Regions from separate parts of the Scylla paramamosain genome. Here region 1 is linked to region 2. Evidence: chromatin contacts called from public Hi-C data. All regions are on one chromosome and are shown on one strand. Each heading gives the region's core, a stretch centred on a gene start, on an enhancer-like site or on the middle of the called end of the contact. The rest is flanking DNA. Distances are from core to core; before and after follow the strand shown.

Evidence for each region. A called contact is a pair of places that touch in the nucleus more often than the background predicts.
Region 1: a contact with region 2 is called in a Hi-C map of testis, with 3 times the contacts expected there. The contact joins the promoter of LOC135103042 here to the enhancer-like site in region 2. A contact is called at or near these places in 2 of 2 Hi-C or Micro-C datasets (muscle and testis).

Annotation. Positions count from the first base shown.
Region 1 is chr8:26,186,317-26,189,690 of ASM3559412v1, reverse strand. It overlaps LOC135103042 (nuclear receptor-binding protein homolog), which reads left to right and starts at 1,464. Exons shown (of 12, transcript XM_064008938.1): 1 at 1,464-1,716. The coding sequence starts at 1,585.
Region 2 is chr8:26,106,760-26,109,924 of ASM3559412v1, reverse strand. LOC135103042 (nuclear receptor-binding protein homolog) reads left to right here. Exons shown (of 12, transcript XM_064008938.1): 6 at 243-326; 7 at 438-556; 8 at 1,372-1,549; 9 at 2,299-2,461. Among protein-coding and RNA genes, the nearest start is that of LOC135103041, 11 kb to the right of the region's middle. Within about 2 kb of position 1,379, the one cell type or tissue checked has an H3K27ac peak away from gene starts, as active enhancers do.

The DNA.
Region 1 (3,374 bases), core at 215-2,714, 80 kb before region 2:
TCATTATCTCACTTGGCATCTCCACCGCTGCAGAACTGTTCAATGGTTCGTGTTTTAAAGCAATGGCGAATTGATCTAAAGGGTTAAAAGCGTTAAGAGGGAAGCGACATGCGGGAATCGAACCTTACTCGACGTAGACATCTGCATCAGACGGTGACTACTGCACGGCATACCAATGATCACCAGCAGGTTATCTTTTATCCTTTTTCTTGTAAACGAGTGCAAATGAATAAATAAAACAAATAAATATAATAGGAAATAACAAAAATACGTTAGTAACAAACAAACAATTAAACAAGTCAATGAATACAACAAAAAAATAAATTAATGAAAACTACTAGGTAAACGAATACGTAAGTAAACTATAATAATATAGAAAAAAAAAATAGTGAATAATTCACACACGCACACACACACACACACACACACACACACACACGAAATTCATGAGCCTCCGTAGTTCAAATGTAAATTTCTATAGCAGTACTTGGCTAACATGTAACTTCCAACTCATCGATGATTAAATATCTGAAGAAAGCTGGGAAAGGCAAACTATAGTAGTATGAATGTTACATCACACTAGGGCCTGTCACGATCCACCGCCACGTGCTCCAAGGTCAAGAGACGGAGACGAACGCCGCTGCAACGCATAGCTTGATTCGCTCTGAGCTGCTCGTTGTGTTGGCTTATTTTTATTTATTTATTTATTTCACATCTAACTTGAGAGAGAGAGAGAGAGAGAGAGAGAGAGAGAGAGAGAGAGAGATTTTTGAAAATATAAATAAATAGGAGACAAGAGTACACACACACACACACACACACACACATATTAGCCTACAAAAAAAAAAAATGGTTTGTACCTATAATTTCTAGTATTTATTTAATTATTTATTTACGTGTTATTTAGCCATATCACGAGTAAGGAAAATATGGCGCATCAATGCAGCAGTTATTTTTGCTTATACAAAACTCTATTTGATAAAGCAGATATGATTACGCTGCGCAGACACATTGTTGATTGCACGTTCTTGATCTAAGCTTAATAATTTTTTGGCTACGCAGTGTAATACGTATGTTGTCACAATTCATAGTAGATGCCTCGTAAAAGTAAACTGCATTTATATTTCAAGTATAATAAAAGTACCCTCACAAATATGTTGCTAACGACACTAACATACCTCATTATTTACCATATAGCAGTCACAGCAGTCTGGGTAAATAATATATAGAAAATAAAGAAGCTGAAGGCAAGTTTTCTATTAGTTTGAAATGATTCCCTAAATAACAAAAGTATCGAATATCGAATGTATGTAAAACTACATTATAGTCACACATGTATATACAATTACTCTAATATGTTAAAAGATTGATTTTAAAGGTTGCTTTCTTATAAGAGGAAGGAATAAAAGCAGATCATATAGCGAGAAGTGGCAACCCCAGACAGCAGTGGACGGCAGACAGCAATCCACCACCTCAGTGTTTGATTGACCGAGACCAAGGGAGGATGTATAGTACGTGTTGAGTGCGCCGCGGGTTATTATCCGTTCCCCACATAAAACTTGAAAAGAAGCCCCCCAGTTCATTATGACGGGGAGTAAGAATGGCGGCAATGAGACCGAAGCTAAATCGCCTCGAGAAAGTGGCGAGGACAGTGAGGATGAAAGTGAAATATTAGAGGAGAGTCCTTGTGGAAGATGGTCCAAGCGGCGGCAGGAGGTAAGGTGCTGGGGTTGTTCTGGGTGTTGTGTATGTTGCTGCAGGGTATTGGGGTGTTGTGGTCTACTGGGCATGTTGTCGTGGACGTGGCAGGGCTATGCTGTACATGGGCTAGGTGGGAGTCCTGGTAATGTGAGTCCGTGTGTCCATCCCCCTGGTCCCCTCTCCCCCCTTAGGCATGACGCATCCCAGGGCGGCCAACCATCCTCCTCCCTGGACATTTCCTTGCCTCCCTCACGCCCCTAGTCATTGCACCCCACCACACATTACCAGCGGGACAGAAACTGCTATTGGCACTCGATCAGACCGTACAAAATATTAGGATTTGAGATCAGGTGACCTTTGGCAGGTATTGGGATGGGAACGGCAGGTGATCCAATACTGTGTGATGTCTTGTCTTTCCCTCATGCTCCTTTCTCTCATTCCCGGCTCCAGACACCTTTATAAATAGACATTCCGTTAAGGTTTACGTGTGGCGGTGTCTCGTGTCTCGGGAAATGTCTGTGTAGGGCGGCAGTGGGCGTGGTTACGGGCGTCCCACAGCCGTGTCCCCGTGGTCCTGCGAGGGGGTTGTATGAGGGGCAGCCTGGGACTGTGTGTGTTGGGCCTGGGAGGATGTAATGGTCAGGGATGTGTTGAGGGCAGTCATTGGTCACGTTAAGTAAGGTTGCCAAGTATTGATTTGGCGAAATGTGAAGATAGGCCAAGTAACACGGGGTGGTGGTGGTGGTGGTTGGTGGTGATGAGGGGAGCTGGCATCATGCGGTACTGATCATGCTCCACAAAGATCATTTCCATGTGTGCAGACAGTCCAAGTGCTGGTCCATCTGGCAATGCCATAAAGCTATTTGGAGTTTGGAAGAAAACTTTGTATGTGTGTAGGCTTCGTCTTGAAATGAAATTATTTTGTCATAAAATTACAAACTGTTGTCTTTCCATATTGTTTATGATTTGTGAGACAGCACTCACCTGGTTGGCTACCTTTTCTTCACCTATGTATAGGCATGTAGAAGTTATTTCAAATGAATATAAAGGTAGTGCAGATCTGTGGGTATGCCAGTCAAAAAGATTTCATTACTAGACCAAGCTGTACTAATAATAATGACTGAGTTGTGTAACATATGCAGAATATTGATAGCAGTGTTCAAATCTTAGAATTGATGAGCTCTAGGAAGGCTACTCCAGCATCTTTGGTCTATTTATGTATATAATTTACTTGGCTGACACCCTAGGGTAGCTGAGACGTGGTTTCTACATGACACCTTGTCTTATAGGAATAAGAGTAATTGAAGAGGGGATTCTCAGGCACAGTTTTGTTTCCTTTTATACAAACACTCCGAAGTGCATCACACACCATCCATATACATTCGCTGGCTATAGTCACTCAGGTATCTACACACAGCTGGAGCACAGAGTCACTAGGATGTCCCTGCAGAACACACAAGTCCAGATTTGGGCACCACAAGCTTCACACCACTACAAGTCTCAGCACAGCCATCTAGAAGGACAAGAACCCAGTGCCTCAACACATGAGGTGAACACTCAAGACACATCTACGAGCATAATGCAGGAGCTATGTCTGAACACAGAGGAGTGTTTATCAGCTGCACTTCCCAGCAGCAGTAATCCTCACAACCACAGGACATCCTCCTCACGAA
Region 2 (3,165 bases), core at 130-2,629:
ACTAACCAAGGGGTGTGAGTGTAGGTGTGATTTGGGTCAGCTGATGTGTGGGCAGTGAGCTGTTGGCATCCTCAGTCCACCTTGGTTGTTGGGAGCAGGACACCCACATTGGTAAGTCTGGGCGAATGTTCATGTGAAACAGTCAGGGTGTGACTGACCAGCCACCAGCTCACTGTAAGTTGAGGGTAGCGCTTCTCAAGTCACGGAAGGGAAGTTAACTGATGATGGATCCTATTTTTCAGTGGCGCCGGATCAAATACATTCACATGTCAAGACCTGCAGGGATGACATGAAAAACATGCATTTCATAGCCCCTGAATATGGAAGTAAGTAGGATTCTGAGGCTTGGATATAGATGACCATCACTGCCATCTCACTACATAGATTAATGCAATCTTCATTTTGCTTTTGTGTGTTACATGGATGGCTTGTTTCAGATTCTTCTCCTGTCACACCAGCTGTAGACATCTATTCCTTTGGAATGGCAGCTCTGGAGATGGCTGCCTTAGAAATTCCTGGTAATGGAGACTCTGGAAATGTGGTTACACAAGAACAGGTGAGGATTTTGTTACCTGTGTCAGGCATGCCCTGTATGGCCATTCATACTTTTTTCATTCCCACATGTCCCAAGTATTTGTCTAACATTTATGTATTTTAAAAAGTAAGGAAAGGATAATTTTTTTGACTAGTGAGGGAAGGAAAAGATTGTGTGGATCAGATATTTGTAATTGAAATGATAAAGGAGCACTTAGGACAAGATGAATGCTTGTGTGCAGCACTCAAGGACCTAAAGAAAGTGGGTGACTGGACAGGGAAGCCATCGGGTGTGTTCTTAAGTGTTATAGTGTGAAAAGGGAATTGTTGGAAGGAATGAAGGCATAGGCACAAGTGACCCTTCTCCTTAGGGGACTGAACTCTTTATTATCCTAAAAAGCATTTACCTATAAATCCAAGCTATATATTTTGTGTGTTATTCATTTACAGTCATCTTCTGGTTACCCAGCCAGCCATTCTCCTACACAAAGAGCTCAGAGCTCATACTGACTGATCTTTAGTTAGGACTGAGACCATTCACATACTACACACCGGGACACCGAGTTCACAAACCCTCAGGTTACATCCCATACCTACTTGCTGCTAGGTGAACAAGGGCTACACATTAAGAGGCTTGCCCATTTGCCTCGCTGTGCCCAGGACTCAAACCTGGGCCTTCTTGATTATGAGCCGAGCATGCTAACTACTACCATGTGCGGTATGTGTGTGTGTGTGTGTGTGTGTGCGCACACACGTGTGCATGTGCGTGTGCGTGTGTGCACCTATGTGCATGCGTAGATGTATACATGGTTTTCACTTATTCCATTTTTATTTCAGGTGCTCAGAACTATACATTCCTTGGAACATGAACAGCAGAGAGACTTCATTCAGAAGTGCCTAATACCTGACCAGAGTCAGCGTCCAAGCACCACAGAGTTGCTGTTCCATCCTGTCTTATTTGAAGTTCATTCTCTCAAGCTATTGGCAGCCCATGCTCTTATACACAAACCCAAATGTGAGTAGCTTGACGTACATTATGAAGAGCTATGTTGTGAGAGGGATATCCTCCCATTTACTGGATTTTTTACTGTAAATATCTCAGTACACCTTCTTCTTTTGAGTCTTCATACATTTCATTATTATTTTATGTTATATTTTCATCTTCTTTTGTATAAATTGATACAATCTAAAGTCTTACCCTAAAATTTAATCTGCAATAGATATGTATCTGATATCCACATCCACAAATTAGCCACTCCCAAGTCTGCATCACCAATTGCAGTTTGAGTAACATGTGCATCTGCATACATACTTTAAGAATGAGGATATTAGGAATCTTTATAAGTAATATCTTCATTGAAACATCACAGAACACATCAGTGCATAAAGTGAGTTTATCCTGGATAAGCAGTGTAATGTTGAATTTGTGGCTTCACTTCTGTTTTACATTTTTAAAAGTGTGCTATATTTCCTGTGATGTACAGTTGCCAATTTCCTGCTATTGTGGCAGAATGTCAGATTATCTTGTTTTAGGGAAATTGTTTATGAAGGAAAATATATTGTTATTATTAACTAGAAGATTACTCATACTGATATAAAACATTAAACAGGATGTAGCAGTTACCTGAAAAAATGTGTTTATTTAGGAAAATGATTGTCTTAGAGGAAAATTTTTTTGTATGAATTCAAGATCAGCAATTCAGATTTTAAAAGAGAAAAGATGCTGTTTTTTCCTCATATTAGTGCACTTTTTTCAAATTTCAGCAAAGAAATTAATAGACAATTCCATCGAAGACATGCTTCAGCACCAGTACCACAGTGACAGTGTTGTGGCAGAGATCAGACACAGTAGTGGAGACCCTACGTTATTCCGAATGTCTGATATCCCTGTCTTTGAGAAGCTGGAGAAGTTTATTGAAGATGTCAGGTATGTTGATTTGTATGCATGTGTTATCTCCATTCACAAAATGTACTGTCTTTAATCCAGCTGCTTCTGATTTAGAGGAACTTTGATCCATCTTAAATTTGATGGGTAGTTTTACTGAGCCAAGATGTGATCAACAGGCAAAATACCAGCTTGCCTCATTAATACTGACCAGTATCTCAAAAATGAGTGTCTGTTGAATTAATACAGGTATATTTTTTTAGTTTATCTAATTATGATTTGAATCACCCTAAATGACAGTATTAGATACTACAAAGATCATATCCTTGTCAACTTTAGTGAGCTGCATGATGTGTTTATTTCTTAGAGGTGATTGGCAGTCATTCATAAGTAACTCATGCATTACTCAAAACAATGAACAGCTCTCAAAGCTTTAAACAAAACTCTATGAACCACAGGGAATTCATACACCACTCATGTTACTGTTGAAAAATAAGAGCCATGTAAATGTAGGTATTTTTATTGAAAGCTTGCTTGAAGTACAATAATTTGAATCTGGCATCAACCAGAACACACTACATGTATGCTTAGACAGTGTTTGGTGTAATATAATACAGTTTTTTGTAAAGTAAAAGAGCATTCAATCCAGAAAACTGAATGTAAATAATTGGAAGTCATGTTGTTTTTGCTAGAGCCACCTCTATCATCATGAAAAGAGCTCATTACTCATTGTGTTAAGATGAGGA